Regions from separate parts of the Mus musculus genome. Here all the other regions are linked to region 5. Evidence: chromatin contacts called from public promoter capture Hi-C data. All regions are on one chromosome and are shown on one strand. Each heading gives the region's core, a stretch centred on a gene start, on an enhancer-like site or on the middle of the called end of the contact. The rest is flanking DNA. Distances are from core to core; before and after follow the strand shown. Region 1 has its middle 89 kb from the start of Gm29835. Region 2 overlaps Rnf144a (ring finger protein 144A). Region 3 overlaps Gm29687 (predicted gene, 29687). Region 4 holds the start of 4930480M12Rik (RIKEN cDNA 4930480M12 gene). Region 5 holds the start of Kidins220 (kinase D-interacting substrate 220). Region 6 holds the start of Rnf144a (ring finger protein 144A).

Evidence for each region. Promoter capture Hi-C pulls out the DNA fragments that hold promoters and counts their contacts.
Region 1: a contact with region 5 is called in a promoter capture Hi-C map of hippocampal neurons, with 4 times the contacts expected there. The contact joins the enhancer-like site here to the promoter of Kidins220 in region 5. A contact is called at or near these places in 10 of 39 promoter capture datasets (the 3T3-L1 cell line, the C10 cell line, cranial neural crest and 5 more) and 3 of 115 datasets of contacts at active chromatin or transcription factors (embryonic stem cells, kidney and large pre-B cells).
Region 2: a contact with region 5 is called in a promoter capture Hi-C map of hippocampal neurons, with 5 times the contacts expected there. The contact joins the enhancer-like site here to the promoter of Kidins220 in region 5. A contact is called at or near these places in 7 of 39 promoter capture datasets (the 3T3-L1 cell line, 3T3-L1-derived adipocytes, cranial neural crest and 4 more) and 3 of 115 datasets of contacts at active chromatin or transcription factors (bone marrow-derived dendritic cells, embryonic fibroblasts and stem cell-derived neural progenitor cells).
Region 3: a contact with region 5 is called in a promoter capture Hi-C map of hippocampal neurons, with 3 times the contacts expected there. The contact joins the enhancer-like site here to the promoter of Kidins220 in region 5. A contact is called at or near these places in 8 of 39 promoter capture datasets (the 3T3-L1 cell line, cranial neural crest, frontonasal cranial neural crest and 5 more).
Region 4: a promoter capture Hi-C map of liver shows a contact between it and region 5, with 9 times the contacts expected there. The contact joins the promoter of 4930480M12Rik here to the promoter of Kidins220 in region 5. A contact is called at or near these places in 9 of 39 promoter capture datasets (3T3-L1-derived adipocytes, HPC-7-derived erythroid cells, cranial neural crest and 5 more), 1 of 115 datasets of contacts at active chromatin or transcription factors (embryonic limb bud) and 1 of 9 other capture datasets (macrophages).
Region 6: a promoter capture Hi-C map of pre-B cells shows a contact between it and region 5, with 5 times the contacts expected there. The contact joins the promoter of Rnf144a here to the promoter of Kidins220 in region 5. A contact is called at or near these places in 10 of 39 promoter capture datasets (the 3T3-L1 cell line, 3T3-L1-derived adipocytes, the C10 cell line and 6 more), 3 of 484 Hi-C or Micro-C datasets (CD4 T cells, CD8 T cells and LSK cells), 3 of 115 datasets of contacts at active chromatin or transcription factors (embryonic forebrain, embryonic hindbrain and large pre-B cells) and 1 of 9 other capture datasets (adipose tissue).

The regions. Positions count from the first base shown.
Region 1 is chr12:26,065,487-26,070,153 of GRCm38.p6, forward strand. No RefSeq gene overlaps it. Among named protein-coding and RNA genes, the nearest start is that of Gm29835, 89 kb to the left of the region's middle. Within about 2 kb of position 3,050, at least 104 of the 459 cell types and tissues checked have an H3K27ac peak or open chromatin away from gene starts, as enhancers often do. A contact at or near this core is called in hippocampal neurons, where this site is marked.
Region 2 is chr12:26,384,465-26,388,541 of GRCm38.p6, forward strand. All of the region lies in intron 3 of Rnf144a (ring finger protein 144A), which reads right to left. Among named protein-coding and RNA genes, the nearest start is that of Mir6538, 29 kb to the right of the region's middle. Within about 2 kb of position 2,022, at least 26 of the 459 cell types and tissues checked have an H3K27ac peak or open chromatin away from gene starts, as enhancers often do.
Region 3 is chr12:26,089,157-26,093,503 of GRCm38.p6, forward strand. It overlaps Gm29687 (predicted gene, 29687), which reads right to left. Exons shown (of 5, transcript NR_131149.1): 5 at 2,806-3,056. Among named protein-coding and RNA genes, the nearest start is that of Gm29835, 110 kb to the left of the region's middle. Within about 2 kb of position 2,940, at least 5 of the 459 cell types and tissues checked have an H3K27ac peak or open chromatin away from gene starts, as enhancers often do. A contact at or near this core is called in hippocampal neurons, where this site is marked.
Region 4 is chr12:26,209,326-26,213,679 of GRCm38.p6, forward strand. 4930480M12Rik (RIKEN cDNA 4930480M12 gene) reads left to right here and starts at 1,942. Exons shown (of 3, transcript NR_046278.1): 1 at 1,942-1,991; 2 at 4,241-4,354. Gm29687 (predicted gene, 29687) reads right to left here and starts at 1,180. Exons shown (of 5, transcript NR_131149.1): 1 at 1,078-1,180; 2 at 305-356.
Region 5 is chr12:24,973,217-24,977,579 of GRCm38.p6, forward strand. Kidins220 (kinase D-interacting substrate 220) reads left to right here and starts at 1,716. Exons shown (of 32, transcript NM_001081378.1): 1 at 1,716-1,846. It overlaps Gm36236 (a long non-coding RNA gene), which reads right to left and starts at 2,381. Exons shown (of 2, transcript XR_381341.3): 1 at 2,143-2,381; 2 at 1-1,897.
Region 6 is chr12:26,413,511-26,417,810 of GRCm38.p6, forward strand. It overlaps Rnf144a (ring finger protein 144A), which reads right to left and starts at 1,752. Exons shown (of 10, transcript NM_001081977.2): 1 at 1,591-1,752. It overlaps Mir6538 (microRNA 6538), which reads right to left and starts at 1,500; the gene lies at 1,391-1,500.

The sequences.
Region 1 (4,667 bases), core at 1,800-4,299, 1.1 Mb after region 5:
GAATGAGTGAACTGGCTGAGGGTGGAGGTGAACACTCAGAAAATCTGCTCCAGTGGCTGTGACCTTGTGGAAACCAACTTCCTATATTCCAGATCACTCAGCACTCATCTAGAGATACTGAAAAAAAAAATCTGGATTTTAAAGTGTTAAATAGTCCAACATGAAGTAGTTTTGATTTGTTCACATCAGGTCTAAATAAAACATCTCTAGGACAGGTTAGGACCATGAGTTTGGGTTCACTGGCACGGGAGAACGAGATTGCATTACCTCTGTTTTCTATATACCTTTAAATTTCTTCAAGTCAATCTGTGGTGGCTCTGCTGACCTGTAATGGCTATGTTACTACCCATGACCACATCATTCTAGAGAAGAGGAGAAGGTGGATGGAGGTGAGAATTTAATGCAAGTCCACGGAGCCTAGAAGAGGTCTACTGTAGAGGCTGACCATGAGCTAGATAATGAAAGTAGCCCCCTAGGCAGTGGGAGCTTCTACTGATTTCACCTGCCTACTATCCATCACAACCAAACTCTATCACGAATCTCCTTGGCCAGGAGGGTAGAGTCAGACAGATGAGTGAGCAGGAAGAGACCACTCACTCGGGAGCCAGGGTAGATGCTCAGGACATGGTAGCGCCCCCTTTTTTATTTTTTATTAGGTATTTTCCTCATTTACATTTCCAATGCTATTCCAAAAGTCCCTCATACCCTCCCCCCCCCCCACTCCCCTACCCACCCACTCCCACTTCTTCCCCTGTACTGAGGCATATACAGTTTGCACGACCAATGGGCCTCTTTCCACTGATGGCCAACTAGGCCATCTTTTGATACATATGCAGCTAGAGTCAAGAGCTCCGGGGTACTGGTTAGTTCATATTGTTGTTCCACCTATAGGGTTGCAGATCCCTTTAGCTCCTTGGGTACTTTCTCTAGCTCCTCCATCCCTGTGATCCATCCAATAGCTGACTGTGAGCATCCACTTCTGTGTTTGCTAGGCTCCAGCATAGTTTCACAAGAGACAGCTATATCAGGGTCCTTTCAGCAAAATCTTGCTTGTGTATGCAATGGTGTCAGCGTTTGGAGGCTGATTATGGGATGGATCCCCGGGTGTGGCAGTCTCTAGATGGTCCATCCTTTTGTCTCAGCTCCAAACTGTGTCTCTGTAACTCCTTCCATGGGTGTTTTGTTCCCAATTCTAAGAAGGGGCAAAGTGTCCACATGTTGGTCTTTGTTCTTCTTGAGTTTCAAGTGTTTCACAAATTGTATCTTATATCTTGGGTATTCTAAGTTTCTGGGCTAATATCCACTTATCAGTGAGTATGTATCATGTGAGTTCTTTTGTGATTGGGTTACCTCACTCAGGATGATGCCTTCCAGGTCCATCCATTTGCCTAGAAATTTCATAAATTCATTCTTTTTAATAGCTGAGTAGTACTCCATTGTGTAAATGTACCACATTTTCTGTATCCATTCCTCTGTTGAGGGGCATCTGGGTTCTTTCCAGCTTCTGGCTATTATAAATAAGGCTGCTATGAACATAGTGGAGCATGTGTCTTTCTTACCAGTTGGAACATCTTCTGGATATATGCCCAGGAGAGGTATTGCTGGATCCTCCGGTAGTACTATGTCCAATTTTCTGAGGAAGTGCCAGACTGATTTCCAGAGTCGTTGTACAAGCTTGCAATCCCACCAACAAAGGAGGAGTGTTCCTCTTTCTCCACATCCTCGCCAGCATCTACTGTCACCTGAATTTTTGATCTTAGACCAATGGAATAGAATTGAAGACCCAGAAATGAACCCACACACCTATGGTCACTTGATCTTTGACAAGGGAGCTAAAACCATCCAGTGGAAAATAGACAGCATTTTCAACAAATGGTGCTGGCAGAACTGGCAGTAGCTCCCTTTTATATTGCACGGCTGCACAGGTATACTATTTAGGTGCCTCTGAGATGAAGAATGCCAAGGTCTAGTCCCCACAACAATTCTCATCAGACAAGCAGGGCTGGGGCACATCTCAAACAAGTTTGCACAACAGAGGGTGTGAAGGGGCGAGGGGCAGACTACCTGGCATCAAACCTGGCTTTATCAGCACCATCCACAGTGGGAAATCCTCGTGTCTGCCTCCTTGGATGAAAACAGGGATTAGACCCATCTGGTATTGAGGGGAGTTAATGAAATTAAGGCACCTGGCATTTACTGAACACTTCTTTAAGGCAGGCAAAGCACCATAGAGAAATGTCATAGCTATTCAGAGAAGACAACTGGGCTGCAAGGCTGGACAGCCCAGACCAGCTCTGACAAGATGGATAAGATATATACAGGCAGGGACACTCATGATATTCACAGAGTTTTCCACACATAGGGATGGAGGTTCACAGATCTCTCTGGGGATACACTGAGGTGTTCAAGAAGCTGAGTTAGTTCAAATCGTCTGATGGTGGGCAGAATGTCGGCACCTGCCCAGTACACCTCTCATCAAATCTGGCATCTTCTTCTCATTATCTACAGGATTCCAGCTTCCAGTATTGTGGACCCAGGGCTGTGTGTTCCTTACAGTGCACTCTAGGGATCTGTATGCCTAATACAGGCAGCGCTAACATAGGCTCTGGGGGTCTGGATTGGAGCTGGGACCTCCAATCCACACCTGCGTTGACATCACCAGGCCTCACCTGCCGGAGCGGAAGGCCTGAGGATCTTGGGGCGCTGGGGGCGGGGGCCATCTGCTCCAGCCCCACAAATGAGTCCTTCTCCCAGAGAGTGAGAGCCGGTTGATTAAAATGCAGCCCGCTGCCAGAGGGCGAGGCGCGCAGCTGGACAGCAGCTTCTCCGGAGCATTTGCAAAAGCCTCTCTCACAGCTGGAGCGACAGTTGCCCCTGCGCCACTGGCCGGCCATTGTGAACTGCAAAGAGTCCTTCTTTGGGCGGAAGCAGAAGTTCACCCAGCTGTCAAATATTTGAAATGTAAAAAGCTCAGGGTGCTGGGGGAAGGGAGAAGACACAGACCACGTCAGAGGAAATGCAAGCTGCCCAGGGGTGGAGGAAGCCGTGGGCTGAGAGTTCACTTTGAGCAATCAATAAGGCCTTCAGAGTCAGAAGAGTAAGACAGTTCCGGAGAGGGCAGAGCCGCCAGAGGCTCAGGATGGCAAGAGCCAGCCGGGGCTGGAAGCTACTCAGATCGCCCCAGCCCCAGTGGTGACAGGGCTTCTGAAGGACAGATGGCATTTCCTGGATCCCTCTTGGCTGCTCCCCTCCTACCGACAGGGTGGTTCCTCTGTAGAACACCTGCTCTGGCTTCATACCCTTTACATTGCACTGTAAAGCTGGGACCCAAAGCATCACTCGGGGCGTGAACCTATAGTGCAGCCTCCCTTCCTGTCTCTGGGTACCACTTCCTTCTCTCCTTGGCTTCCCTTGCTCTCTGGGCAGTCTTCAAAACAAGCTTGGGGTCCAGATCCCTTGCTTATCACAGGACCAGCACAGAGCATCGATTGGTTTTGCTTCCATTTACAGTCCTTAACATTTTAAAACTCCGTATTGACTGTGGCAAAAACTTCTTTATGTAATCCACTAGGAAAGGGTAAAGCTGTCAAACCTGCTAGAATTCCCAGGTCCAGCACAGCAGGCTGATGAAGACCCATGCAGCTATGCTTACACACTCTACTCCAAGTTTCTGAATCCTAAGAGTACCTGAGCAGGCTTTGGGCCAAGCAGGATATCTCTCTTGGGCAGTAGAGGAACCCGAGATGTGTCCCCATCAAAGGCAGGTTCTCTTATTGTCACACTTTTGATTGGCTTGTCTGCACTTTGCAGCCTGCTTGGTGGCTTAGTCTTGCTTCTGTTCCTACACACACACACACACACACACACACACACACACTAAAGCAGGCCTCTTTGCATTTGAGGGTTTTGTTTCTCCCTCTCTGTCTCTGTCTCTGTCTCTCTGTCTCTCTCTGTCTCTCTCTCTCTCTCTCTCTCTCTCTCTGTGTGTGTGTGTGTGTGTGCGCGCGCGCGTGTGTTATCAGGCTTCTTCTTATAAAAAAATGCATAACTATATACTAGTCCCTGTTCACAAAGTCATCACGGTCCACAACATGACCTAAGTGGAACTCACGGAGGTCCTGTCTACCCTCAGCAGTCTCCAGAGGGTTCTGGTTAGCCTGTCTCCACCCTTCTCTGGAGTTGCTACCTGCCACTTCCAGGCTTTACTTAAATCTCATCCTGAAATGTTGGAGTTCAAGAGAAGAGAGATGCAGAGAGCTGTTACCTATCCCAGAGGAGCCAAAGACCACATGTCCATCATAGCGGGCCTGCAAAGCAGGCCTCCCCTCTCTTGAAATGTTCTTGAGGTCTTTACAACGTCTGAACACTGGAGAGGAGCCACACCTGCATTTCTCTTGGGAATGTTCCTCATTTTATCAATGAAATCCAAACAGAATGGATAAGTTCGTATTGGAGAACGGAGCTTGAAGGCAGAAAGGAGTTAGCATCCTACAGCAGCAGGGATGGATGCTCAGCCCTAGGTATGGGGGACTCTGAACAAAGATGGGGTGAGGAACATACAGCTCTTTGAGTGCTATTACCCAGGACCTGGGATGGGGACCTGAGTGGTATCTAAGACAGAAGAAGAGTGCCATGTGACAGAGGTGTGTGGTGGTGGTAGAGTTACA
Region 2 (4,077 bases), core at 772-3,271, 1.4 Mb after region 5:
AACCTCCATGTCTATGACAGGAGAGTGCCTGGTTGTAACTACAGCTACTGGAGCAATAGGACTGAACTGGAGACAGACTGGGGAGATGGCTCAGTGGGGAAGAGCCTCGGACCTGAGTTCAGATACCAGAATCTACACAAAAAGCCGCCAGGGGTAGCATCGTTTCTCCTTCAAGTTCCCCTGCTTATGTTCCTGCCCTGACTTCTCTGAGTGATACACTGTGACCTGCAAGCTCAAATAACCCCTTTCCTCCCTTAAGCTGCTTTTGGTCAGAGTGTTTTGTCATAGCAACAGAAAGAAAGCTAGACCACAGCAAAAGACTACATGAGAATTATATAAATAACTCATTTTTATCTATGACTTGTCTCTTAAACACATACTATTTTAGGCCCATATATATAGAAAAAAGTTGGGGGGAAATCAGTATATGATTGTAATTTTATTACAAGAATTCTTTAACCGTATGATAGTGAGGTCTTGTTGGCTGTTTTGGTCATTGCCGAAACAATAGAAATGGGAAGAGATTATGTTCAAACCTGTCAATTATACCTGTGCTCTATCAGAAGCGGCCCCGCCTACGATTTGAACACAAATGTTTCATCTTTGTTATATACTCTATGTGTTTTAACATGTATGCAGGAGACACAGGTTCTAAAACACTGAGAAATACGAGGTAAGGCACAACTCACACAATGATTACTGTAACCAATGAAGTCAGGATTGAAGTGAGTTTGCGATGACTGAATTATGCTATCCACTCTAAAGCATCCGACAAGGCCAAGACACTAATGGCTTTCTCATTTATATTTAATTCACCAAGAGTCAAACGAACTAGAGTGGGGAGTTACTTAGGCAGCAAATGTGGGAGGCGGCTGCATGGGACTTCTGTAAATGTGAAAGTGTGTCTATGAAACTCCACTGTTGGCCTTGAGCGTTTTAAAATCAGAGGAAGGACACATCAGTCTTTGTCTGGCACATGCCCCAGCTTCTCCTTCTGGGTCTTCTCCTGTTCTTCAGGTTGCTCCTGGGATAAAAGCTCACAGCTTCTAATGAACCTGTCCAAATATACCATCACTAACCTATGGCTATCTGCAGGTATGTCTCACAAAGTCTCTGCAATTGTGTAATGTAAAGAACCACAAGAAGACTGGAGAGTCGACTCGGTGCACAAGAGCACTTGGTATGAACACCTGCTGAGTTCAACTCCCCAATCAATACCCAGGAAAAGCTGGCCATGGTATGTCTGTAGCTCCAGTGTTAGGGGATAGAAACAGACAAACCTCAGGAGCTTGCTGGCCAACCATCCTAGCTGGAACATGAAGCTTCAAATGAATGACAGACCCTGCCTCCGAAAATAAAATGATGAGATAATTTCTCTAGGTCAATGCCCCTGAGCCCAGGGAGCCGGGCACCGAGACTCGCCTTCCTATCTGAGGTCCCCTCAGCTGCCTCCGCCCTGCAGTCTATGAAGCCTACTGCACAGCAGCAGAGAGCTAGAGTAACCAGATGTAGTTCTCTGAATTCCAGCTGTTCTCAAGGCCGAGAGAGGGTCAAAGCTCAGCCAAACTTTCTCAGTCAGATTTCCCCCATCCTGTTTTTAAAAAGAAGGTTATTTTTCAAACTAAAGAAAGAGGGAAGCAATTAGAACAAAAGCAGAAATCTATACATCTCATGTTATTTCCACTCCAGATGTGCACACTGAATCTCATGTTATTTCCACTCCAGATGTGCACACTGAGGGTATCTAGAGGCATCTGAACCATGTTATTTCTACCCTCAACATCAACAAATCATCTGTGCTTGTGCAAGAATGATATTTTCTGGTATTTTGGCCTCTGTAATCTGATTTTTTTCCTTTTTTTATTTTTTTTTTGAAGCTATTCCATACTTTTTGGAATCTGAGACAGATTCCCAAGCAAATGTCCTAGGAGGAAGGTGTGGGCGGATGGATGCTGGACAAAGTGCAGAATGCACTCAGCCTTGGAAAGGTTTCTGGCCTGCTCCCTGATGGTGATCCCCACAGCTGGAAGAGTCTGCTTCTGGTCCATAAGTGCCTCGCAGACAGGGCTGCAATGACCCTATCAGTGTTAATGAGAAGATAAAAGCTTACAACACTACATTCCAAGGACAAAATGGGCAGCAGGAGTATCACGTGAAAAGCCAGTCACCTTTGATGCCGCCATGCACCTGGCCATGGTACTGGATCCAGAAAGGCATCAGTGACACATCAGTTATCAGTCCCACTGTCCTTAAAAGAGTGAGAGGGTCACAGGGGTGTGTGGTGGGTGAGCACAGGAAGATGCCCCAAGCAGACCATTTTTTTAAAACAGACAAAGAAAATGCAAGGCAGAAGAATGCCTCCATTTCTGGGGATGGGAGAAAGTACTCTAGAGATTTTTGATTTCTACAAACACCCAAAGAGTCCCTCATCACTCAGAAGGCCACAGGTGCCCATGCTGACCTCCTCTAAGTCCCTGATTCCCAAGGTATGGACGGACCTCCCTCAGGCCCCACCACCAGCCTCAGTTCTTCTGGTCTCACTGCAGGCTCTCAGCCCCCACCGTGAGCCGACTCCTCAACTCTCCTGCATGCCAGCAGCCTCACACTCTCGCATATTGTCCCTCTCTGTCTAGCCAAACAGAGCCTCAATTCACAGCCTACAGTGTGCCTGCGACTCCCCAGCTGGGCCACGTTGGTCTAGTCCAGCTCACTGCAGCAGGAACGTGAGGCAGCTAGCCACACTGCATTAGCAGTCTGGAAGCAGAGAGGGATGAATGCTGGTGTCCAATCAGCTTTCTCCTTTTCGTTCAGTTTAAGACCTCAGCCTGTTGAATGATGTCATCCGTCCTTTAGGATTAGCTTACCTGTCTCAATTAACCCAACCTAAAAGCTCCCTCACAGGTGACTCTAGATCCCGCCAAGTTGACAGTCAGCATTAACCATCAAAGCAGGTGAACTATTCTCTTAGATCTCAAAGAAACATAGCTGCAGGCTGGTCGATTTTTTTTTCTTCCCATTACTTTGTCATAGCTACGTATCTACTACACAGCCTTCATGTGGCAAGCCCCTGTACCTTCTAAGCCAAAGACAAGAGTGGCTGCAGCAGCCTCTGAGCTCGATACGCATGATGTCATTAGACTCGGTCACTCACACTGGCACACAGACCGTGGAAACTGTTTCCAACTAAAAATAAATAACTCTTCTGACCTTTGCACCACAAATTATGCTCTTCCTGCAGCAAAGCTGTTCACAGCGGTTCCCAATTGTCTCCATCACTCCTGCCAGCACCATCACAGCCACCAGACCAAACCACCCCACTAACCGGTGACCCAGATGGCTCAGATCCCAGAATCCATTGCTCCTTGCCTCACCCAGTCCACCAGCACCTGGACACAGCTCCTTGGAAACTCCTTCTGAAAATGCCCTCAAGTGTCCAGCCTCTCCTTCCTGGATGTCCCCTCTAGGTCTCCTTTACTGGCTAACCCTTCACACGTGCTCTTCATGACGCTAGAAGGTCCTACAGCACAACTTTTAAAATGTTCCCTCTCTGGGCATAGCACATCTTATTACTTTAAGCATCAGCCACTAGTCAGAATGCTATCTATGTCATCTCAGAGTGTATCAACCTCTTAACAGAGGCTCTGAGGATACTGCCAGTGTGGCATCCCCACTGGGGTGTCCCATAATCATCACAGACTCTACAAAAGAATTTAGTAGCCTCTTCCTGAGTCTAACCCTTCTCTAGCCACTCCTTTCCCTCTCTGCTCAGTTGTGTGAAGACATCCTCATTATCTTTTTAAGCACTTTGGTTTTTCTCATACTATCTAATGGAATCTGTCTTTAAGATATGCCCAGTGAGTATCCTCTTTCCTCTACTACTTCCACACCTGACCAACACACTGCCATTGTGTGATTCCTTCTAGTGGTCTCAGGAACAACCTCCTAGATTCTACCTCTGCCCTTCACTCCTTGTGTCCACTCCTATCACAACCATCACAATCAGTCTACTCAGGTGGAATGCAGCCTCCCTTCCTCCTCTACATAAATAAAGCAGCACAGCTTTCCCATGATGCAATG
Region 3 (4,347 bases), core at 1,690-4,189, 1.1 Mb after region 5:
AAAGAGAGTCTGTAACTGAGCAGTAAGGAAGTATCCTGCTTGCCCATCCACCGTGGCAAACAGGACCTGCCCCTTCCCCAACTTACCCCTCCTACCCTCTCAACAGTTTTCCCTGAATATGACCTGTCATGCACAGATGCCCAAAGTGCATGCCAAGAGAACTGCTGTTCACCAGTCATTTCCACCAGGAGATTTTTCTGAAATCAGTAAGATTGTGCAGATATGTCTGCAGGTGGTAAATTAGCAAGATGGTAGGGACATGACTTCCAGGGTGTCCTTTACCAGCACACTTATGTTTGCTTAAAAAATTGCTCAGCACAAGTCAGGTACCAAACACTATTCAAAGCAGCTTGCACGAACAAGCTCTGTGAATGCTGCTACTTGCCGTAACTTTTCCACAGAAAGAGTAAACTGAGACAAGCAGAAACAACCCAGAGTATAGATGATATAACAAGCACCCAACCAAGGCACCTGTCTCCAGAGTTCTAATTCTCTATGGATGCACAACAAACATCTTCAGGGCAGGGGAGGCACCGACTCACATCTCATGCACACAAGCCATCCTTGTCCCTGGATGAGCAATTGAGTTTCTTCTGATAAAGAGTTCACAGGAACATGACAGCACACACATATGTTCAAGTAAGTGGTCACCTTGAGGCCAGTTCCAGGAAGGGCCATCATGCCAGTGCATAACTGAGTCCAAGCATGCTGTGACTTAGAAATGGTATAGAAGATCAGGTAGCTATCAAGAAGCCTGCTTCACAAATACATAAACCAATGGCCAAGGATTAAGGGCCTGACACTATATTAGCTGAACAAAACAGTATTTTAGGAAATCAACAACTTCACATGTTAATTTTCTGGGCCAATGTTAAACAAGTGATCACAAAACCAGTGCATCTGAACTGGTCTGGACCTTCTGTCCAGGAATCTTCTAAAAACAGAAGGCCCATGGCAAGCCTGGTTAAACTGATCCTCTGAAAGAAAGAGCCTTAAGGCTGCTTCACTACCTCATTCAGACAAGTACCAGAGACATGGACCAAACCACCATGACACATTTAGAGCCCTAGGACCTGTGAACAGGGGCACTCACAAAGCTACCTACAAGTGAGCAGGCATTCTTCCCCAATTCAGAGCTTTGCAAAGGACACAGAAGACATGCTTGATTCTGGAGGGTCAGAATGACAGGATGGCTGGCCTCTGGTCAGATGAGCTACATGGTGCTGTCCTTTAGAGCCTCTACTGGCACGTGGGGTGGTAGCACCTGCCTTATTGTCTCAGATATTTAGATCATCTGGAAAGGAACTACAGAGGAGCTTCTGAACTCACAAAGCTCTCTCAAATTCTGAATCCTTCAGAGTTTCCCTTGGCAGAGAGTATGGGCAGCTTAAAATTTGGTTAGCAACTGTCAATAATCATCTTACACATTACCTAGCAAGGAAAAATGATATTCTCCTCAGGGAGAGGCACTAGATTCTCCACACACACTTCTGTATTAATAAAACACTGATCTCGTTGTTTCCCTGAAGATTTTAAGAGCTATTGTTCAGATTAAATATGGTCAGGATTTTGGTGCCATCTTATAAGCTACAAAGTACCGTGAACCTGTGACAGGCTATAGTAGTCTTTCCCAACATGTTTTGAAAATTAATTGGCTATGGAACTGCCTCAGTAGGAATGAACCTGGAAGTATCTTTGTAGTACTATGGTGGAAATACACCGAGCACTTAAAGGCCTTTGTACACAGGGTTTTGTGAGGAACAAATTAAGTGGGCATCCTTGGGGCTTTTATGAACTACCAACTGTATACAAACACATCCCCAGAAATCTCAGTGAGAAAGGAACTAGTGGAATGATAGCAGCATGTTCATCAAAGGCTTTAGGCGGGTGGGGATTTGGTTGATGTGGCGGTAGGCTCATCTAAATTCACATCTCCATTCTTCACAGTCAAACACCAATGAGTGAGCCATCTCCCCACACTTGCCGTTCTTCCTGATGTACTAAGTCATGAGTATTTGTAAGTAGTTACATGGATAGAACACAAGCTACTGTAGGATGCTGTTACCCTGTGCAATTTGCCCCAGGTCTGTACCTATCACCCAGTGTTCTAGGTGGGTTGGCCACATACACCTGACATTGTACAGTTCTCTTCAGGAGGTCCCTGACTCCAGTTGCAATGCTGATTTCGTTCTAACAATCCCAGTCTCCTGAACTGGGCATTTGATGAAGGTTATATAAGGATATGCATTTACCACAAGGTTTCCTAGAGCAGAATTAATGGTGACAGATGGAGCATTACACATGTTCCTGGGCAGCTGATATCCTGTGGGTCTTAGGAACACCCATGTATCCAGGAGAAGAGCAGAAGGCATGTCATGTTGTAGAGGAACAATGTCAAGGGACAACATCCTTGCTACCCATACTTTTTTGGTCAGTTCTTGCTCCTTCCCTCCGTGTCCCCCTCCCCTCTGTTTCCCTGAGGATTGGCACTGAGTATCCTGGCCTGCCTCCTCTTCTCTCGTGTATCTTTACAAATCTTGAAACATTTTGTTAAGGACTATCTGTTCAACTCAAAAGCTCCTACTGCCCCAATATATGGTTACTCTATAATTTTATTGTACCTTCGAAAGTATTTTAACAAACACGAAGCTCTAAAATTACTCAAGTCTCAATTATCATAATACTACTAAAATAATCCACCAGGGACAATAAAAACAAGTTCCTTTAAGGATGCTTAAATGTAAATGAGTAGTCTGCAGAGTTGTTGTCAAGATGAGTCTTGTTTCTTGTTTTAGTTATTAATTTGGTAGAGGAGTGTGCTGAGTCCCTCCCAAGTTTGCAGACAATGCTAAAAATGTCATGGAACAGAAGACATCAGGCTGATGGGTAGACGGCAGCAGGAAGATTGCTTAAGGCGGGCTGTGGGTGGAAGTGGCAGATGAGCATCAGTGTGGGAAAGTGCAAAGAAGTGCATTGTGGGAACATGAGGTCCAGATAATTCTCTCCTGGATACTGGAGGACTGGCATCAGGTGGACAATCTCAAGTCGTCAGGAACCTTGAAGGGAACATGTAGATAAAAAGACTACATTCTAGTTCATAGTGTACACAAAACTGTGTTAAAAAAATCACCAGACAGGAACAGGTTAATGGTTCCGTTACAGTTACGTGGGTGCCTAATAATGAGGCAATTTGACTTTGAGGCCTTCAGTATGAAATCTATAAGGACAATCCCCCATGTAACCGGTTTACTTTGTCCTGTCTTCCATGCACTGTTTTAAACATGAGTGCTGACTTCTGTGTAGTGTGGGAAATCCTTCAGCAAGGACAGGCAGGGAGAGGGATGTTATGTAAGCTGGGGATGTGAATTCAGCACAGCATTTGCCTCCGGGTACTGTTGGGCATGTTCACTGTCTCTGTCCAGGAAGTTAGGTTTCATTGTTCAACACAGAGCTGCTTCTTTTGGAGAGAAATGAGAGAACATTTTGCTTTATTTATTTTTCGTGGTTCCTTAAAAATTCATGAATTTCATAACTGCTCTCCTCCACCCCTGTTAATTTCAAGGAATGGGAAGCAAAGCATCAGTTTTGGAATTCTCTTGAAAAGAGGTTAAGGCACCATAAAGAAAAAAGTGAAGTATTGACAATCAACCTATTAGCATAATCCAAACTGAGCCAAACAGATAGTACCCAGCCAACAGCTAGTGCTGCAAACCCCAGTTATCACAGCCACATGGACTCACAGATCACCATGTGACCCTCCACATCCTAACATGGAACATGCCTTACAGTTCCTGCAGTTGTATGGACTCCCAGATATGCGTGCCCTCCTCCTTGTGCCAGTATGGAACACACCGGGTGGTTCAGCAAGGCCCGTTCTCACCCATGTCCCTGACTTCAATCCTGCACCACCCAAGATGGTGTAACACTCATCTGGTTCTCCTGTTTGTGTCTGTGGCAAGGCTGCAGAGAAAGCCTTGAAGCATTTTCTACCTTGAGCTGGAAGGATCGGTCTAGCCTCATGCAGAGTATTTCTGCCCAGGAGACACAGAGGGGGGCTACTTTGAATTTTCTCAAGTTGTCCCTGTAACTGGAATTATGATCCAATACATTACAGGAATCCAGCTTAAATGTATGACTAGAGATCAGATACAACTTCTAATATAATAAAAAATTGGTTGTCACTGGGGTATGAGGCCAAACATTTCAGGATAAGTGTTGCTTTCTTTATTATAAAAAGCTGTGTACTGTTTATTTTTTAAGACTACTCATAGGAACAGGAGGGTGAGATAAACCCTTGAACCAGGTTGCTGAAAAGACTATGTTAACACAAGGGAAAGCTATTGCAAG
Region 4 (4,354 bases), core at 692-3,191, 1.2 Mb after region 5:
GCATCTATGTCTGTGTCTGTGTCTGTGTCTGTGTCTGTGTCTGTGTCTGTGTCTGTGTCTGTGTCCATGTCTGTATGGTTGTACTTGCCTAGGCAAAAGTGTAGAGTTTGAGGGATGCTTTTCCTCTCACCTTATGGGTTTCATGAATTAAACCCAAGCCATCAAGCATCCATGACAACTATTTTAACTTATTAAGGCTCACACTCATTTTTTAAAGATAAATAATAGAACACTATATAAACATACTTCTTAATTTTTTATAGTATAAAATTTGTTCCAAAGAAGAAATATAAAATGTACTCACCATTTTTAAGGGATATAAAGGTTTCTGTTGTGTTGATGGGTAATGATGTTCTCTGTGGGGAGAGGATACACTAGAGATTGAAATCAGAACCTTCCAATGCTAAGCACAAGCTCTGCCACTACATTGTTACCTTAATGTCTCAGCTACTTCTCTGTTGCTGAGATAAAATGCCACAACTAGAAGTGAATTATGGGAGCAAGAGTTTATTTTGGCTTACGGTTCTAGACAGGAGAAGGTACCAAAAGAAGACATCTCATACTGACTGCTGGCTTCAACACATGCATGCACAGATGTGCACACCCACCTACTACCATGATGGAGAATACATCTCACACTGGCTTCTACACATACATGTACAGTTGTGTATACCCACCCACTACACCCATACACACACGGGGGAGAGGGGTAGGAGAGAGAAAGAGAGAGAAGGAGGGAGAGGGAGGGAGGGAGGGAGGGAGGGAGGGAGGGAGGAGGAGGAGGAGGAGGAGGAGGAGGAGGAAGTCGTCACTGAGTGTCTGTCTTTTTGTTTTCTTTGTATGATGGGCTACATTTTAGAAATATAGCCATACATTCTTAGACTTCCAGAGCTGAATTTTGGCTTTCCTTTTTTTCTGTAATGCATGAGACAAAAGTATGTAGCTTTGCATGTGATTTACTTATACTGTGACAATGATAGGATCCCTCACAAGGAAATGCTCAAAACTCCTTGTATGATTCTTAGAGGAAAAGAGACCATGAGGCTCATCTGCTATCTGTGATCACTGCATGCCTACCTCACCATGTCCTCCACTTTGGTAGCTCCGAATTGGTCAAGGTTTGTCTCCGTTCCTTCATTTCCTACCCTAAGCACCAATGCTATTCCTGTAAGTGCACCCTTCTCCTTCCCTTCCACGTGAATTCCCTAAAGGCTCACACTCACTCGCTTCATGCCAGCACCTGCCTCAGCACGTGGGGGATGCTGGGAACAGGACAACAGACTCATAACGTGACATATTTAAAACAGAAAAACAAGTGTGTTGGTGGTCCAAGTCTATCCTACAGAATCCTAGATTCATATCAAACGTTAAGAAAGCAACAGGGAAAGTAAGACTAGGATGATGGGGAATCAGTCTTGTTTAAGATTGTGAAGCTTCTGGGGTTTAAGCTTGCTCTCAAACTCAAATTCCAGCATGGGCAGCCTCCTCTACCTAAGAAAATGTCCACATGGGAGGGTTTTTAGGCTCAGCAGACCCCAGGGATCTTTGACCTTCAACCTTGTGGCTCTGAGAGGCCTCTTTTACTTCCTTGGATTAAAACTAGCAAACAAACAAAATCCCTGGAGGCAATAGCAATATCAAATTACCTAGAACACCTGGGTTTAAAACAGAGGAAGAAAAAGGAGGGGGAAAAAAGAAGATAAAGTTAACAATGTTGTGCGGACAATCTTTGATTTTAAAATACTTTGTAAATTAGCACCGTAGGCTTAACCCAGCTCCTCTTCTTCTTGTGTGATGGGGTGGGTAGCTGGCTGTACTTGCTCCGCAAGGAAGTATCTCTCCCTCAAGGGCTCTGTCACCTTTGCTCTTTCTCAGTCCTGGGGCCTTATGAAGTCTTGCTGTAGTCATAGCAACAAGGGAACATCACACTCCCAGCTAATTACCAATCTTTCTGGGTAAGGAAAGAAAATTAATTTCCTCGGACGGACAAGGTAAGCCTCCACACTACAAATGTTTCTTATATTATATTTCAAAAGACAAAAATGTGGCTGTCCTTTGCTGGATTCGATCAGTAATTAGTTAGAAGCATAATTTGCATTCACAGAGTAATTGTGTTTACTTTCCAAGCTAATACAATTTTCAGGGAAAACTAGTAGATCAGCAAGAGTAAGACCCCCCACCCTGTGAGCAAAGGCCTTTATGTTTTATTTAAAGTTGTCACGTGGAGCCTGCATTTTCTTTCAGATCTCTCAAGCTGTGTGGCAGTTCCCCAAATGGCTCGTTCCAGAAACAGCTTTGGATCGTACATTTGTGTCTCATCTGTTGACAAGCATTTTAGTTTTCTACGAGTTCCCTCTAGTACTCGCCTTACCAAATACAACTGTTGGCGCGGAGTCTCCAAATGGCGGATTGATACAGTCCCACAAACCCTACACTTCGCAGTCGGATCAATCACTTTGCATTTGGCTGCAACAAAGAGAAAATGATTTCTAAAGGTGCTGACTCAGAGCTTAGTGAGATTTACTTAAATGCATTTCATATTTTAATTAAAACATATAGATGCTCCTCACTTCCTTGAGAGAAGGAATATGATATCTCTCCATAGTTTGGATGTGTGCCTTTCCCTGTGGCATCCTATTCTTTCTTCTTGCTCTAATCAGGAACCAGGCATTTGGGGGGAGAGAGCTTCTGTATACAGTATGCTATTTGATTTTCTTCTCTGGTGAGCTCTTGCATAGGCTGGAGAACAGAGATTAAAGGTGTGTATATTTAGTATCAGAAAAGCAGAGTGTATGTTTTCGCATCTCCTTTATACATTAATCAAGAGAGCTGGCTTCCAGGGAACGATTGCTGCTACCATTGGGAAAAAAACAGCAGCCTCTTAATCAGTGTTTCACTGTTGTCAGCTGGGGAGTCAGGGAGAGTTAGGAGCTACTGGGCTCCTTCCCAAAGGGCTCTCATCTCCTGATAAAACTTGTCCTTTTTCCTTCCCAATCCGGAAGCCTAGGATCCAGTATCAGCAGTACTATATGTCATATTCCAGGATATTTCATTCTTGTTCCCTTAACTGATTGGTTCTATCTAGAAAGAGGCAGATTTTTTTTTGGTCCCCCTTTTAATGGAACTGTAATTCAGATTCTGAATTTCAACAATAACAAACAAATAAACACCTGTTGGACTGATTCCTAGCCTCATAGCCTGGGCATTGTCTGTGCCCTCTCTGATGAAATCCTGGGGACTGCACCTGGGTTACTATGACATTACAATACACTGGGAGTGAGATTAGACACCAGGGCCAGCTTCCACAGCTTTGAGGAATTTAATAGTGAAACTGGCTGACCCCCTTCATTACTGATCTCCAGTTTCCCTGATTTATGGATGGGAGCACTACAGCCCAGGAAATGAAGACAGTGGGTGCAGTCTACCCACAGGATAGAGGAGCAAAGCAAACCTGTCATCAAATGGCCCCAGGTCCCTGAAAGCGAGTTAGTGGTGAAAACTGGCTAGCTACCTCTTTCTATGTCTTCTGGAGGGTTTTTTTGTTTTTTGGAGTTTTTTTTTTTTTTTTTTTTTTTTTTTTTTTTTTTTGTCTGTCTGTTTGTTGTTTGCTCTTTTGGTTTTTTATAAACCCCTGAAATATAAAATCTGATTTGAATTCTAGTGGACAGCCTGATTTGTGACTTTGTTAGAGTTCATCAAAAGACCCTTACTCAGAAAGACCACAGAGACCACCGCCATTGCTGCAAAACGCATGAGGATTTTTATTGATCCAACATGTTGGGGACTCCCCTCCCAGCACACAGGCCAGAGGAGAAACCCAAAACAAAGAAAGAACACTTTTTATACCTTTGTAAGGGGTAGATTTGAGCAACAAGGTTCTCATTGGTGTAGCAAGTAACCCTTTCAGCCATTGGTTGGTTTGTATAGTGACTAAGTAACCCTTTGGCCTAGTGACTCACTTTGCTTGCTCCCATGGTGGGTTATTATGATTTGGTCAACAAAGTAATAGTACATTTTGAACTTATGGATCAGCTATTAATGTCACAACTATTAACATCAGAGGAATTCTCCCAACAAGGTCAGGGTGGTTTGTGGTCTTTGTCAGAATTCAGTGGGGGGTAGGGGGCAGGAGAATTGCTAATCTTGTTATGGTTATTTCTCTGAGAACAGCTAATATTGTTTTGGTAGCTGCAGGGTTAATCATTTTGACCTCTAAAATTATGTTTATATATTTGTTTAGTCAGCCAGCCTCCTTATCTGGCTCTGCAGTTGGCCTGCAAGTACAATTTGGAAAGTCCTGTTCGAAGGGGAAGGCACTGAGTGGTCTTGAATTCATTTTGGATATTACAACTTT
Region 5 (4,363 bases), core at 466-2,965:
TGGTTTCCCCGCTGGAGGCAGAGAGCTCTGTGTAGGAAAGCATGAGCCTGGTCCTGTCTAAAGCCAGCTTCCTGGCTTGTGGAAGTCATCCCATTAATCTACTTGTCCCTCTGCACAAGTTAAAGGTACATGAAGGAGGGTCTGGGAGACTTGCATGAGAAATGAGTTGGAAGGCTAGGGCCAGGAACCTTCAGCCAATCTTTCTCAAATGTGAGCTGAGCCCCTGGGGGTAGCCCCCAAGGGCACAGGAACTACATTTCTGCAGCTATTTCTCTTCAGTGAGATCTTTTCAGTGACCTCTCTCACCCCTTGATAACATTCTCCCTCCCCTTCCCTCCCTTCTCTCCTTCCTTCCTCTTCTTCATCTTCTTCTTCTTCCTCCTCCTCTTGAGACAGGGTTTCACTATGCAGCCAGCCTCTAACTCACAGAGATTCCCCCTGCCTCTGCTTCTGAGTGCTGAGGGCAAAGGTGTGTACCACGAAGCCCAGTGTGTCTATTAGCAGAAAATACTGGCCAGTTTGCCCTGGCAGGGTTTGAAGGGGAAGGCAGGCAGAACAGGGCAAGGTCTGTGAGGGCACGCCTTCCAAGAGCCTCACTCCCAGGTGCTGTGGGGAACGGGCTCCACGGATGGGGGGGGCAGTACTGAAGAGTTTAACTGAGAAGTGCTTAGTGTCCTGACAGATAAGAAGAGTTCTGGGTAGGGAGAGGAGTTGAGAGAGTCGGCAGCCCATGGGGGAGTAAAAGGTTTAAAATAGATCTGAGTGATTAACACAGGAACTGCTTAGACAGTATGGGGTGATATGTGAGATAACTTTCCACTTCCTGTGGGGGTCCCACTCACTTCCGGAGATGGATCAGGAGGGAGCCTATAATATCGGCCATATTGGGGATGAGACTGACCGTGGGCAGAACTCTGGAACTCTGAATTAATTAAGGTAGGTGGAACCTGGGAAGGAGTACCATGCCTGGAAGAAGACTAGGAAATGGGTGTCAGGAGGCCCTTTGAAGGGAATATTGCCAGGATGGGGTTGCTGATGGTGGTCAGGGATCAGTTAATAGCATTTGGTGATACTTCTGCAGAGGTGGGAAGAGCAAAGTCTGGAAGGGCCTTGGGGGGTTGGGGCGGGGGGTCCTCAGCTGGAAGGAGGCAGTATGGACGTCTGCGGAGGCAGTGCATTCTTCCGATGATGGAGAAGGCAGATTTCGGACTTCTGGACCCTGGAAGGAGGAACTAAGCGACTTTCATTTGCAAAGTGGGCAATGGCTTCCAAAGTTGTAATTGTTGTTTATTTCTCTGAATTATTGCTTATAATGCCAGGTACGGGTTATAAATTAACTTTCAAAAGCGCGAATGACAGGGAAAAATATTGCCTGGGGCACCTGTGAAAAATACACTAATTTAGCTGGGTCAGCTGGGAGGTGGAGGCAGGAGGATCGGGAGCGTAAAGGTCATTCTTGGCTACATAGCAAGTTTGAAGCCTGCTTGGGCGACTTTGACTCTGTATCAAAACCAACCCAACCCAACCCAACCTAACCCAACCCAAACCATCTGAAGCCAAACCAGGCAAAGAAGCAATGTTTCCATTCCTTTAAAATAGAGGGAAGGGCGTCCAAGCCACTTCAGCACCTGCAACTCCTCCCACACTGCCCCCTCCAGGAGGCGTGGCCACAAGGAGCACCGCCCACCACACGACCACGTGACCTGTCAGTTCCTGACTCCTAGGAAGATGGCCGCCGGGCGTGGTGCGGGCATAGCTGTGTGCTCTTGGCGTCTTGTCCTCTGACAAGGTCTGCGGCGCTGTTCTGCAGAGCTGAGGGCGCCGTCTTCGGCCAGGCCGTGACACGGTCAGTGCGGAGGCGGAGAGGTCGGGTGAGGCAGAGCGACAGTGTCCGAGGCTGGGGGAGGGGGGAGGGGAAAGGGAGACGAGTCTGTCGGTGGCACCGGAGAGGGGGAGGGGGCCGGGATCGGAGGCTGGGTGCGGGGCGTCCGGGCGTCGGGCGAGGTCGGTGCAGCCAAGCGCGGAAGGCAGGCGCTCCGGTGCGGCGTTCTCCCGTGGGCACTGACTCCAGGCCCAGGCCGCTTTCCTTGTTGTCACACCCATCACTTAGTGAGTCCCGCAGCCGGTGCCCCTGAGCCTTACCTTCTTGGTTGCTTTGCTTTCCAGGGAGGAGAAGTTGTTTTCTTCTGTGCTAAATTGCCGAACCCACTGCCCCCATTGTCCTGTGCAGGCTTTTAAACGCCTTGCAAGATGCCCGCAAGCCCCCGAATAGAACGCGTCCATGTTTGCTTTGTGGGGATTTGTATACATTTTTTTTCCCTAGGTTGTCTTCACGTTTAAACCATTTTAGACCATTTTCTCATTAATAACTGTTTGTGGAGCTCTCTGCCCCCTAGAGGTGCTTGCTAAAAATGCACCGGTTTTGCTTTTCAGAGCTTCCCATTTCTTGGTGTGGGGTGTGGCTGAGGAAAAACCTCTTGGAGGTGATTCTGATGGGTTAGTCCCCCGCTCTCTTTTTGACGCTACGAAAAAACAAAGCGTCTACAGTAAAAGGAAAAGACACATAATCTATTTTTAAGGGCAGTTGGGTGTCTGGTTCAGAGCCAAGACTGGAAATGCTGTGGCAAGGTGCGTTCTTTGTTCTCAAGCTTTACAACGACAGTCAGTCAACTTGATCAGACCGACTTGGGGGTCCTTGTTAAAAATTTGTTTCTGAGCTTCACCACAGGCCTGCAAAAATGGGACTATTTGGGTCAGGAGACAAATAATTGCACACCAGTTTGAGAATCCTTTTAAACACTCTGAGAATGGTTTCCAGATTTATCTTTGGCATCTCGTTTCCATAAATTCTTTTCTCTTTTTCATTTTTTTCTACCTTCCCTCCTTCCCTCCCTCCCTCCCTCCCTCCCTCCCTCCTTTTTCTCCTCCTCCTTCATCCCCCTCTTCTCCTTTTTTTCCTCTCCCTCCCTGGTCTTCTTAATATGTAGCCCTGGTCTGCTTGGAACTGATAGAGATCAGCCTGCTTCTGCCTCCCAGGCCCCTGTGCCACTACATCATTCTCTAGTTATCAGCTCTTTAAGGGTATCCCCACAGCCCCAATCAATTCTAAGGTGGCTGGTTGGAAGGGGCACACATATGTAACGAAATGCCTGCTGCCTTCTTTCCTAGACTTTCCCATTTCCTCCCACCTCTCCTCTTTTCTTTCCCTTCCATCCCTGCACGCATGGGTGCTCTTTCTCTGGTGTTCATGACAACAACACTAACATTGTTTTTCTTTCCCAGTCACATGGTCGTTTATTATTTTCCTTATCTCTGGATATTTTGTTCTGTCCAAAATTCAAACTTTGGGAATTCTATTTGGTTAAACGTAATGTCTTGCATTTCTTTTCCACTTTAATTGCCTGATTCCTTTCCTGTAGGCTGTCTGTTTTGGTCCCTAACTTGTGCCTAGAGTTCTGATTCTTTTTTTTTTTTTTTAAGTCTATATTGTGTATGCATGCACTGCTAAATTATATTTTTCTATATATGATCCCGTGTGAGCCTGCCATCCCCTTTTCCAGCTTTTGTTGAAGAATGTCAGTTTTATTTTTCTTCACTGAATTCCTGAATGTTTGGAAGGCACAAGCAGAAACCTTGGGGAAAGGAGGCTTCTGGGGTTGAGGAGAGGTCAGAATCCTGGGTAGCTTGATGACCTGTGTCTCAGGGGCCACACTGAGGCCGCACTGACGAAGAGACTTTCTCTGTTCATAGCTGTAAGCTCACTCTCTGATGATTGTGGTTTTACTTACACAGCATCAATCGTGGCCTGGACAGTTGTGTTTTTAAAGATGCATTTATTGCATTTACATGAGTACACTGTCACTCTCTTCAGACACACCAGGAGAGGACACCAGATACCATTACAATAGTTGTGAGCCACCATGTGGTTGCTGGGAATTGAACTCAGGACCTCTGGAAGAGCAGCCAGTTAGTGTTCTTAACCACCGAGCCATCTCTCCAGCCCTGACCTGGACAGTTTTAATTCCAATTCTGGACTGGCCCAGCTTATCTTTTGAGTGTCACATGTACAGATTGTTGTTATAGCCTTGTGTGCGGCTTATGGTAGAGAGTATGCTGTTGAGGGTGAAGGGCCCTCTCTGTGGACAAAGACACCCAAAAGAGGCTTCCTTATGTGTCTATGTCGTTACTGAACTTGACCATTCCCTCATGAGATCCTTCTTGTTCTAGGCCTGTAATGGGTTCTGAAGACATAACCGTGGAGACAGACTGTAAGCTTAAAGAGACACATATCTAAGCCATTGTGGACGTTGAAGCCATAGCTGTCACTTGTATGCAGGATATGTTTTGGATTATTGGGAGTATA
Region 6 (4,300 bases), core at 502-3,001, 1.4 Mb after region 5:
GGAGCCTACAAAAACTCACTTGGAAAAAAACTAAAGAGGAGTGTATATATCAAAATGTTAACTCCAGAATTCAAATTGTGCTGGGTCCAGAAAATGCTGAATTAGATGCACCCATTTTCCCAGAAGGGTCAGTTGGACCCCTGGAAAGTAAAATGGGTGTGTATGGCAAAGGGTGGTGTCTGACTTAAAACCCGACCGGGGGCACCTGGCCCTTTAACACTGCTATAGCCACCCTGAAGCATGAAGTACTTACTGTTTGTAGTCCTCCTGCAAGACCACCCATGAGTCCCACTCAACAGAGGCCAAGTCCAGAGTCTCCACCTGCAATTCAAAACCCCCTCCAGATATACTTCCCTAGCAGTCTTTAAAATGTAATAAGAGCAAAACTGTGGAAGACACTGGAAAAAGTAGTCCAGACCAATGGTATGGCTGAAGAGGAGCGAAACTTTGGCTCTTTGGGAGCCAAGGAGGCAACCCCGTGGGAACGGTTCTTCACACTCTGCATTCCTTTGCTGGTGCTTTTTCCCCCACCCTGGCTACGCCCCACTGGTCATCTGATTCCACATCCCTCCTTTAGAAAGGCCCCTGTCTCTGCTCTCTCATCGGAGGGCACACTGACCACCTTTCCTTCTGTCTGCTACTGTGTTTATGTGCGTCTCTTAGCCGTCTAAACTACTACCCTGGCCGGGGTCATTGAGAAGGACCTGTCTCCCAGACACCACGCCTGGAAGGCCCTTCCTTCCTAGAACTGTCCTAAGCAAGATTGGACTGTCCTTCTAATCCTAGGACACAGGAACCCTGGGAAGGTTTCCCAGAGCCTTGTCTAGCTCTCCTTGTTACTTGGCCTTTGACCCTGTACCAAGCAGGCTGTAGGACTGTTCAAAATAAGTATACTTTAAAGTATTCTCTGAAAAAAAGAGACCAAAACAAGAACTAGAGCAAACTTTAAGTGCGACCACCAGAGACCCGCCTAGGGTGAAGAAGTCGCCTCTTCCCGCGCAACGGCGGCGGCCAGGAAGCCTTCAGTTTTAGCAGGAGGAGCGATACAATCTCTGAGCTCCACGGATGGTGTAGAAAACCGGGAGCAATGCGGAGCACGGGATACGAGAGTCCTGAGGGGACTTCCTTGGGCAAGAGGGGTACAAGGGACACGGAGACTCCTGGGCCAGAGGCTAGCAGAGGACCATGCCCACGGCCAGGCGCGGCTAAGCACTGCGGGGTACTCGCGACTGCCACTGGCCAGAACGGACCCGACCTTCCCCACGCCCTCGCTCTGCCCATGTCCAGGTCACGGCGGGAGTCCACCCAAGGCCTGCAGACGGCCGCCCACCCGGGCCACTCCAGCAAAGCACACCCCGCGCCTGCGGCTGGAGACTTCTCCGTGGCGCGCGATCCCCAAGTGCAAGCGGCCAGGAGGACGCGGCCGTCACCCAGCGGAATCCCGGAGCATAGTCCCCATCGCCGCCCCGGAGCCCGCGGGGTCCCCGCCCGGCAGCACGGGTTAGGGGGCCGAAACCAGCCCCGCACAGCCTTATCCCGCGCGGCCCGCTCGGGCGATGCCGACACAAAGGGGACGCGCGCGTCACCCACCTGGTCCCGCGCGGTCCGGGCTCCCGCTCGGCCTCTTTGCGCGTGGCTGTGATGGCCCCGCCCGGTGCCGGCTCGCGGGTGCCGCTGCCCCGTCAGCCTCCCGCGTGCAGCCCGCCCCGCAGCGCAGCGCCCTTTATGCCTCCCCGCCCTGCGCCCTGAGAACTGCGCGCGGGGTCGACGGGGCGCGAGCGCGCACTAAGCGCGGGCGCGGGAGGCAGAGCCAGTTTGCACGCCAGCGCCCCCTGCCGTTCAGAGGTGCCTTAATGTCCATGCACCAGGACCAGGCGAGCAGCCCCCAGCAATGCCAAAGGGAGGGCCCAGATCAGTTGGGGGGTGGGGGTGGCGGGACAAGGGGGCAATGAGTCCTCCTGAAGTTGGACCCCTGTTTTCAATACTAGAAGAACGAGTGCCAACAGCTAGAAAGAAACGAGTGAAAAATCCCGACCCTACCAGTCAGAAGCTGGAAATCTCACTCAGTGAAGTATCTGGGACCCTCTAGAGTAGTCTGTCTATGCAAATTACAGCAAGTCTCTGGACTTGCCAGAACCTGCCCGACAGCTATCCTGCCTGTGAGTAGTTTACCATGAATACTATGAAAGAATCATCTTTTCACCCTAACTTCTGATAATGCAAATGAATGAGAAGAGTCCTCAACCTGCTTGGACCTGAGGCTGAGGCTCTGTGCATATATATGAAGCACAAGCCAAAGCATTTCGTTTCTTTCCCTTAGAGCCTAAGATCCACCAGTGGATGGGAATTCCCATAAGTTATTATCTTGCAATCCCTCTGGTAGGTCCTGGAAGTTCATGTCAAACGTGCAAAAATGGGTGAACCTTTTGAGTATGTATTAAGGCTAGAATGAAATGTTCCCACAGGCATGTGTTCTGAACGCTTGGTCTGCATCTGGTAAAGATATTTCTGAGAGGCTCTGGGAATGTCAGGAGGTGGGAGTTAACTAGGGAAGGCCCTTGGGGGGATCCAAGACACACACACACACACACATACACACACACACCACACTTGTGTGCGTTCTCTCTCTCTCTCTCTCTCTCTCTCTCTCTCTCTCTCTCTCTCTCTCTCTCTCTCTCTCTCTCTCTCTCTCCTAAGATGTTCTGCTCAAGCACTTTGGGTCCAAACAGCTGTGGACTGCGTTCTTTGGCTGGGGGACTGGAGAGCCTCCATTTGCTAACTCAACTTCTCTAGTTTTCCCCTAGAGAATTAAAACAGGATTAAAAGCTCTGTACCATCTACCGTCTGCTGCTACATTCCCAGGTGCATATTTGTGTTTATACATGTGTATGTGAGTGCAAGCCAAAAGTCAATGCTGGGGTGTTCACCTCTTTTTCTCTACTGTATATTCTGAACCTAAACCCCTTTAATTCATGCAGACCTGTTGGCCAGCAAGTTCCAGGAGACCTTCTGCCTCTACCCCAACCCCCATTATCCAGTGCTAGGATGCTGAGCATGCACCACATCTGTATTCTTACATGGATGCTGGTTATTAAACTCAGGTCCTCAGGCCTGCATGGCAAGCACTGTAGTGACCAAGCTGTCTCCCCAGCCCCTCATCCGATACCATCACCAGTTACTGGGCTGAATGTTTCAAATCTTCAAAGACACACACTTGATAGATACCGTGCCTCACACAAATAAGCCTAGCATTCTGAGGGCTGAGCTAGGAGGATTGCAAAGTCAAGGCCAGCCTGGACTAGATAAGTGAGAGCCTATGTCCAATAGGCAAAAGCCAAAACAAAACAAGGACACACGTGGCCTCCTAGAGCTTTGGCTTGCATCAGACTCTGTATAAATGCCTTTGTTCAAGAAAGCACACAGTGTGAAGAATCCTAACAACAGCACTTTGTTGCTTCGGCCTCTCACTGAAAGATAGAAATAGTTTTGCCTGAAGGCCTGAGCTCTGAGAGAAATGTTTTCACACCTCCCCAGGCCTGGTTGGGGAGCAAAGTTATGAATGAAGGATTGAGAGTCTGCTGGGGGAGGGGGGCTGGAAGCTCACAGCAAGTGGAAGACTTGCAGCTTGACTGAGGCTTCCCGTGTTGTCCATGACACAAAGGACTGGTAACACACTGCCTATGAATCTCTGTGGGTAGGTGAAAAATCCACCCCCATCAAAATGCATAGATGACACCTCCCAGACCTTACGTGCTAACCTGTGCATCGTCACACCAGTGACCTGACGGGCTGGCTAATGCTATGTAACTATTCCTGGGGAGATGGTCTGAGTCCACTACACAGGCACTGAAATCCAGATTTGCAGCAGACCACACAGCGAGCGCACTTCCAGGTTTATCTATGAAGCCTGTCGAATCTGCCGTTGCTTTCCACCCTCCACCCGTACCCAGGATCTATTTACCTTGTTTTTATGTGGATTATGGTACTTACCATGCTCCCGGTGTTGGGTATTTACTCTGGAGCTTAGATCACCGCTCTTCAGGATGTCTTTCTGTGAGATCCCACACAGAGCCGGAGAGTAATAAGTGCTCAATAATGAATGAAGCTGACTCCTCTGAGCCTCTCAACAGCTAATGCCATTCTCTCCAGAAAGCTGCCTGGCTCTCAAAGCCATTCCACCCTGACCGGGCTCCTCAGTCCAGCTCTTGCCTGAAGAAGACTGACTATCCCCCTGCAAGGTGGTCACTTCAAGCCTGTTTGAAAGACCTTACTGTTAGGAAGGACCTTATTGTGCTGAGGA